2 separate regions of the Columba livia genome follow, and region 2 is linked to region 1. A link is a contact called in public Hi-C data. All regions are on one chromosome and are shown on one strand. Each heading gives the region's core, a stretch centred on a gene start, on an enhancer-like site or on the middle of the called end of the contact. The rest is flanking DNA. Distances are from core to core; before and after follow the strand shown. Region 1 overlaps ST6GALNAC2 (ST6 N-acetylgalactosaminide alpha-2,6-sialyltransferase 2). Region 2 overlaps ST6GALNAC1 (ST6 N-acetylgalactosaminide alpha-2,6-sialyltransferase 1).

Region 1 (2,700 bases), core at 150-2,649:
ACTTACCCTTCACAGCTACACCTCCTCCTCCCCAATAGCCAGAGACTCCAGTGTTGAAGAAAAGCAATTCACAGTAACAGTGCGACAAAACGACTTACGGCTCAGCTAGGACTGGTGACAGAAATGGTTTTTGTGGTCTGCTGAGAAGCTCAAGGAGAAGCAGCAAGATGCAGCCATCAGGTTCATTGTCTGGCAAAGCCCTTAGACTGGAGCGTGTTTAATTCCTGGGCTTGGCTACACCCTTGGCCAGAAAACCTCCCTTTTTGCAATGAGAAAGGAGGGCGTGTGCGGCAGTTCCTGATGTGTGCAAACAGCTCTGCCCATAAGCTGGATGGGATTCCTGGCAGGATGCTGTGCTGGGAACGCGCTCCTTTGGAAAACCTGTTTTATGTGCCCTATGCATCAGAGTGCTGCCAATTGCCATGTTCAAGGTCACCTGCGTGGGCTGTGCTGAGACTTGGTGATTTTTCATCAGGTCATGGCGAGGATCAGCCTTGTTCTATGAAAGAGGTTCTGCTGAGCACTGGTGAATAAAAAAACAGGCCAAACAGGCTGCCTTGGGTCCATTGTCAGGTCGCTCTGATACAGTAAAAGGTTAGTTTGAGACCTGGGGACACAAGATGGGCTCCAAGCTAGAGATTACATCAGAAATGGGTTTATAGACAGATCTTCAGTAATACTCATTGGAGCTGCCTGAGAGAAGCCTGCAGGGAGCTCAAGGGGGTTTGGAGGCTCCCTGGCTCCCATCTCCAGAGGAAAAAGGCTGTGGGACAGCGCTGGACACCAGGATCTCCCCCATTTAACCCCCAACTGGGGCTGGTCCCCAGTTCAAGGATCACTGGTACGTGAGGCAGCTCTTCTGCTGCAGGAGGTAAGGGGGTTCTTATCCCCACCCTGTTTGCCAAAACACACAGGCATAGAAGAAAACAATCATTCAACATGTATGTAATTACACAAAGTGGGAAAGTGTCTCCGATTACACTGCCGTGCCCAACCAACCCTCTGGCTGCTGGAGCAGCCTCCCCACGGGTCTTCCTCAGTGTGGGATGACTGAAGGGTTCCAGACCTTCAGCACCTCCTTCAGGTTATTTTTAGGGGGGAAGAAAAAAAAATAGCGACCATCACTTAGACTCGCCCAACGAACTTGTAGGTTCCCTAACCTGCCTGGCGTGGGACTGTTCTCAGAGCACTTACAGCACACCATGTGGTTCCCTGAGCAAGAAAAACCTGACAAACCCACAACTACCCACACTTGGCCTGAGACCAGCTCCGGGCTGCTCCACGGCCAGCCGCGCTCCTGGTGTCCCCTGCTGTCACCCTGCTCTTGGCTGATGGCTTTTAAGACCCCTGTTTGAAAGAACCATGACCTAGAGAAGGGAACAACAACAGGGTGTGCTGTGCGTCTGTCACAGGAAAGCACAGCCGAGCTACTGTCATTCCCACTGATCACAGAGGCAAAAAGATCCTTCTGGAGAGTGGCACGTGTCACCACAGAGCTGGCTGGAGTAAAAGATTTCTGCAATCCGGGAGGGAGGTGTTCTCCAACCACACCACCTCCCATTAGCTGGATGATCTTGTCTCCATTCCCGCCAGTCCAAGGATCCATCCTGCCTGTCGTGGTCCCACCACAGTGACGAGCATCTGAGCTGGAGTGCGACAGTGAGGTGAAGGACATCCTCCAGCCACACCATCTCCAGCATCCCTTGCAGCATCACCCTGCACTTCCCAGCCATGTCCGTGGGACTAGGAGGTCACAGCCACAGTGTACCCCAAAGGCGACATTCAATCACGTTGAACTGTGAAACAAGTTGCCAGAGCTCCTCAAGGAAATGCAGCATTTCCCTGCATCAGCTTCAGCTCGCCACTCACCACCACCACTAGCTACAGTGCGACTGGTCTGCACCTTGGGCTGGCCAGAGAGCTGGGGAGAGCCCTTGGGAGGGAGGAGGTGGCCTTCAGGAAAGACAAAAGCCACGGGAGTCCTTGGACTTGTCCCGTGGGCCACCACCCAGCCTCACCGCTGGTAGAGGGTGATGATCCCTGCTTGGTGCAGGCTTCTCCACAGCGCTGCCTCCAGCATCATGTCATGGTTGGCGTAGAACACCAGCGGTTTCTTCTCTGCCTCATAGTAATGGTCTGAGAACTGCTTGTAGTTGGTGGTGATGAACCCGTAGGCACTGACCTGTGGGGAGGGAGGTGGGACAGAAAGACAAAGGATGGGGTTAAGGCTCAGCCTAAGGTGCTCCATGCACCACTACCCCGCTGCGGACAGGTGGTGGCAGATGTGGGACGGCCACCAGGACGCACTGGTCCCCACCAGGAGCCTTACAGCAGGTAGTCACAAGCTCCCAGCAGTCAAAGGGGGATCCCCTTGTCCCCCACGGGGAGGGGGCCCTGTGTCTTCTTACCTGGTCGCAGGTGTGGAGCGCAGTGAGGAGCATGAGGGCGCCAGTGCTGGGCATGTAGAGTGACCTGTACTGTGTGTTCAGCAGCTCTGAGCGCAGGAACCTGTGGGGGACACGCCAGGACAGAGGGGTCATGGCTGGCACAGCACCACGGCTGTGGGAGTCTCCCTGCCAGAGGGGATGTGAGCTGTGCTGCAGGGAATGGGAATCAAAGAACCATTTGGGTTGGAAAAGACCCTCAAGATAATTGAGTCCAACTGTTAACCCAACACTGGCACTAACCTATGTCCCTGAG
Region 2 (2,700 bases), core at 59-2,558, 35 kb after region 1:
ACATGAGCCAACAGTGTGCCCAGGTGGCCAAGAAGGCCAGTGATATCCTGTCCTGTATCAAAAACAGCGTGGTCAGCAGGACAAGGGCAGTGATCCTTCCCCTGTGCTCTGCATTGGGGAGGCCACACCTGCAGTATTGTGTTCAGTTCTGGGCCCCTCAGTTCAGGAAAGAGATTGAAGTGCTGGAGCGGGTCCAGAGAAGAGCAACAAGACTGGGGAAGGGACTTGAACATAAGACCTATGAGGAGAGGCTGAGGGAGCTGGGCTTGTTTAGTCTGGAGAAGAGGAGGCTCAGAGGTGAGCTCAGCACTCTCTAGAACTACCTGAAGGGCAGTTCTAGCCAGGTGGGGATTGGTCTCTTCTCCCAGGCAGTCAGCAATAGGACAAGGGGGCATGGGCTTCAACTCTGCCAGGGGAAATTTAGGCTGGATATTAGAAAGAAATTCTTTACAGAGAGAGTGGTCAGGCATTGGAATGGCTGCCCAGGGAGGTAGTGGACTCGCCGTCCCTAGAGGTTTTTAAACTGAGATTGGACATGGCACTTAGTGCCATGATCTAGTAAACGGACTAGAGTTGGACCAAGGGTTGGACTCGATGATCTCTGAGGTCTTTTCCAACCCAGTCGATTCTGTGATTCTGTGTGATTCTGTTACACAGGCTGGAAAGAACCAGGGCTACTTTATCCAGATGCCTCCCTCCACAGTCTTTTGTCTGTGCCATCCCAGCAGGAAGCCTTGCATATCACCTGACAGAGACACAAAACTGACACCACTTCAGGGCTGATTTGGGTTGTAGGGTTTGGTTTTTTTCCCCTTTAAAATCTGTTTGATGGAAAGGAAGAAAATACTCTATTCCTTGACTAGGAATCTTTCAGAGAGCTGTTCCCCTAAGGAACAGGGCGGTACTGCAGACAGGTGAGGAGGTAATTTATTGAACTCATGGCTAGCTGCCCCCAAATCAGAACAGCAGCCTCTCCAGCTCCTGTCCCTGACAGCTGCCGGGACCAGGAGCATTGCAGGATCCTCCGCTGCTCCTGAGAAATACAAGAATCACAAAGACCAAATCCCTCCTCACAGCCCTGGCAACAAATGCAGACATATCATCTCAGCACTTGACATCTGGCTGCTAAAATCAGACCTTGCACAGGTACAAATTACAGAATCACATCTGTAACTGTCTACTAATTTTAGAGCTAGAAGTGATATATTTCTTGCTGAAGGTCTTTCCCATACTCTTCCCACTGATTTAACACCAGAAATCATCCCTCTTGACATGTGGTAGGACAAATGTGCCATTTGGCATCCTTTGGGGTGAAAAGTGCTACAGGAATGCAAGATTTAAGCCCGCTTCTTGAGTGGTATAAATCATCATGTCCCTGATTTACGCTTGGAAAAATGTGGCCTCACAGTGCTGTCCTCTCTGCTCTGGACTGACAGATGCATTGGAGAAAGGCAGTCACAGTTTTAGCTGCAGGAGTAGCACAGTCACAGGGTTCTGTGAGAGGCGAGATGGATTTACTGCTGGAAATCACATGCTGCCCTTCCCTTCTCTCTCTTTTGTCTATTGTCTTCTATTTAACCAATCTTCTGCTTTTTTTAGATACCAAGGGGGCCCTGTGCTACTTATATCCACCCTCCTCCTGTTAATCTGACAGAGGCTTTTGCCAACCCTGGAGAGAAGGTGATTCTTTTCAGCCCAGTTGCCCAACACCTATCAACCTCATACTGGGAAAACCCCAGGCAAGTAATTGCTGAGTAGCAGAGCAGCACATTGTGCTGTTGTGATGGAAATGTGATTTCCTCACACTAAGGAAAAGCATGCTGTTCTCTCCTTGTTCCCCGGGAGCTGCTCAGCATCTGTTCAATTGGGGTTTGTCTCACAGGCCTTAGATCTCCAAGAAAGAAACTCTTGTTGCAAGTCTCAGCTGGGCCTGAGAGGATCAGCCAGTCTGTTTCTAATAACACTGTGCAATGACATTATTTATCTCTCTACTCCTAATGATGGGTGTCACTCTAGCAGAAAGTGTGGTATGGAAATGTCAGGCAGGACATACACTGTGTCTGCTCCTAGCTCTGCCGCTTGCATCTCCAGCCTTGTGTGCCCATTTTTAGTTATCAAATGAGAATCACAGAACAGTTTGGGTTGGAAAGGACCTTTAATAAAGGTCATCTAGCCCACCCCCACTCAGGCCCACAACAGGAACAGTCTAAGCTGTGTTGTTAGCAGGATGACGTCAAATTCAGGTGGTGTCCAGCCCTTGTGTTCATCTCCTCTAGCCTGTCCTCACCGCTCTCCTCTGTAGTGGCGTTTTGCACTCACTGACACCATCCATTCATCTAGAATTAGTTACACTGCAGAGCCACAGCAGCAAAGGCTGGAAGAGACATCTTAAAAGCTCATCTCATGCAGCTCCAAGCTTCAGTGACATCTAAACCAACCCTGTGACTCCAAGCAGATGGTGGTTGGGGGTTGTCTACCTTTCAACACCCGAGGGTTCCCTCCCTCTCCATAAGTAACGTCCGCCACTGCGTCATACTCCACTGACCTCCGTCCAGGGCACCACCTCTGCTCCACCCCACCTTTCAGCTCCATCAATGTTTGAGTTCATATTTACCCTTTGATCTTCTAATCACAAGTACACAGTTAACTGAAATAATTAACATCTTAAGATTAAATGTACAAAACAATCAAGAGGACAAA

The links. A called contact is a pair of places that touch in the nucleus more often than the background predicts.
Region 2: a contact with region 1 is called in a Hi-C map of crop, with 2.6 times the contacts expected there. The contact joins two enhancer-like sites. A contact is called at or near these places in 2 of 2 Hi-C or Micro-C datasets (crop and liver).

Annotation. Positions count from the first base shown.
Region 1 is chr18:6,258,707-6,261,406 of bColLiv1.pat.W.v2, forward strand. ST6GALNAC2 (ST6 N-acetylgalactosaminide alpha-2,6-sialyltransferase 2) reads right to left here. Exons shown (of 11, transcript XM_065034664.1): 10 at 2,409-2,508; 11 at 930-2,182. The coding sequence ends at 2,015. Among named protein-coding and RNA genes, the nearest start is that of ST6GALNAC2, 8.9 kb to the right of the region's middle. Within about 2 kb of position 1,400, at least 1 of the 3 cell types and tissues checked has an H3K27ac peak away from gene starts, as active enhancers do.
Region 2 is chr18:6,293,888-6,296,587 of bColLiv1.pat.W.v2, forward strand. The region is part of intron 1 of ST6GALNAC1 (ST6 N-acetylgalactosaminide alpha-2,6-sialyltransferase 1); the gene reads right to left. Among named protein-coding and RNA genes, the nearest start is that of ST6GALNAC1, 8.5 kb to the right of the region's middle. Within about 2 kb of position 1,309, at least 1 of the 3 cell types and tissues checked has an H3K27ac peak away from gene starts, as active enhancers do.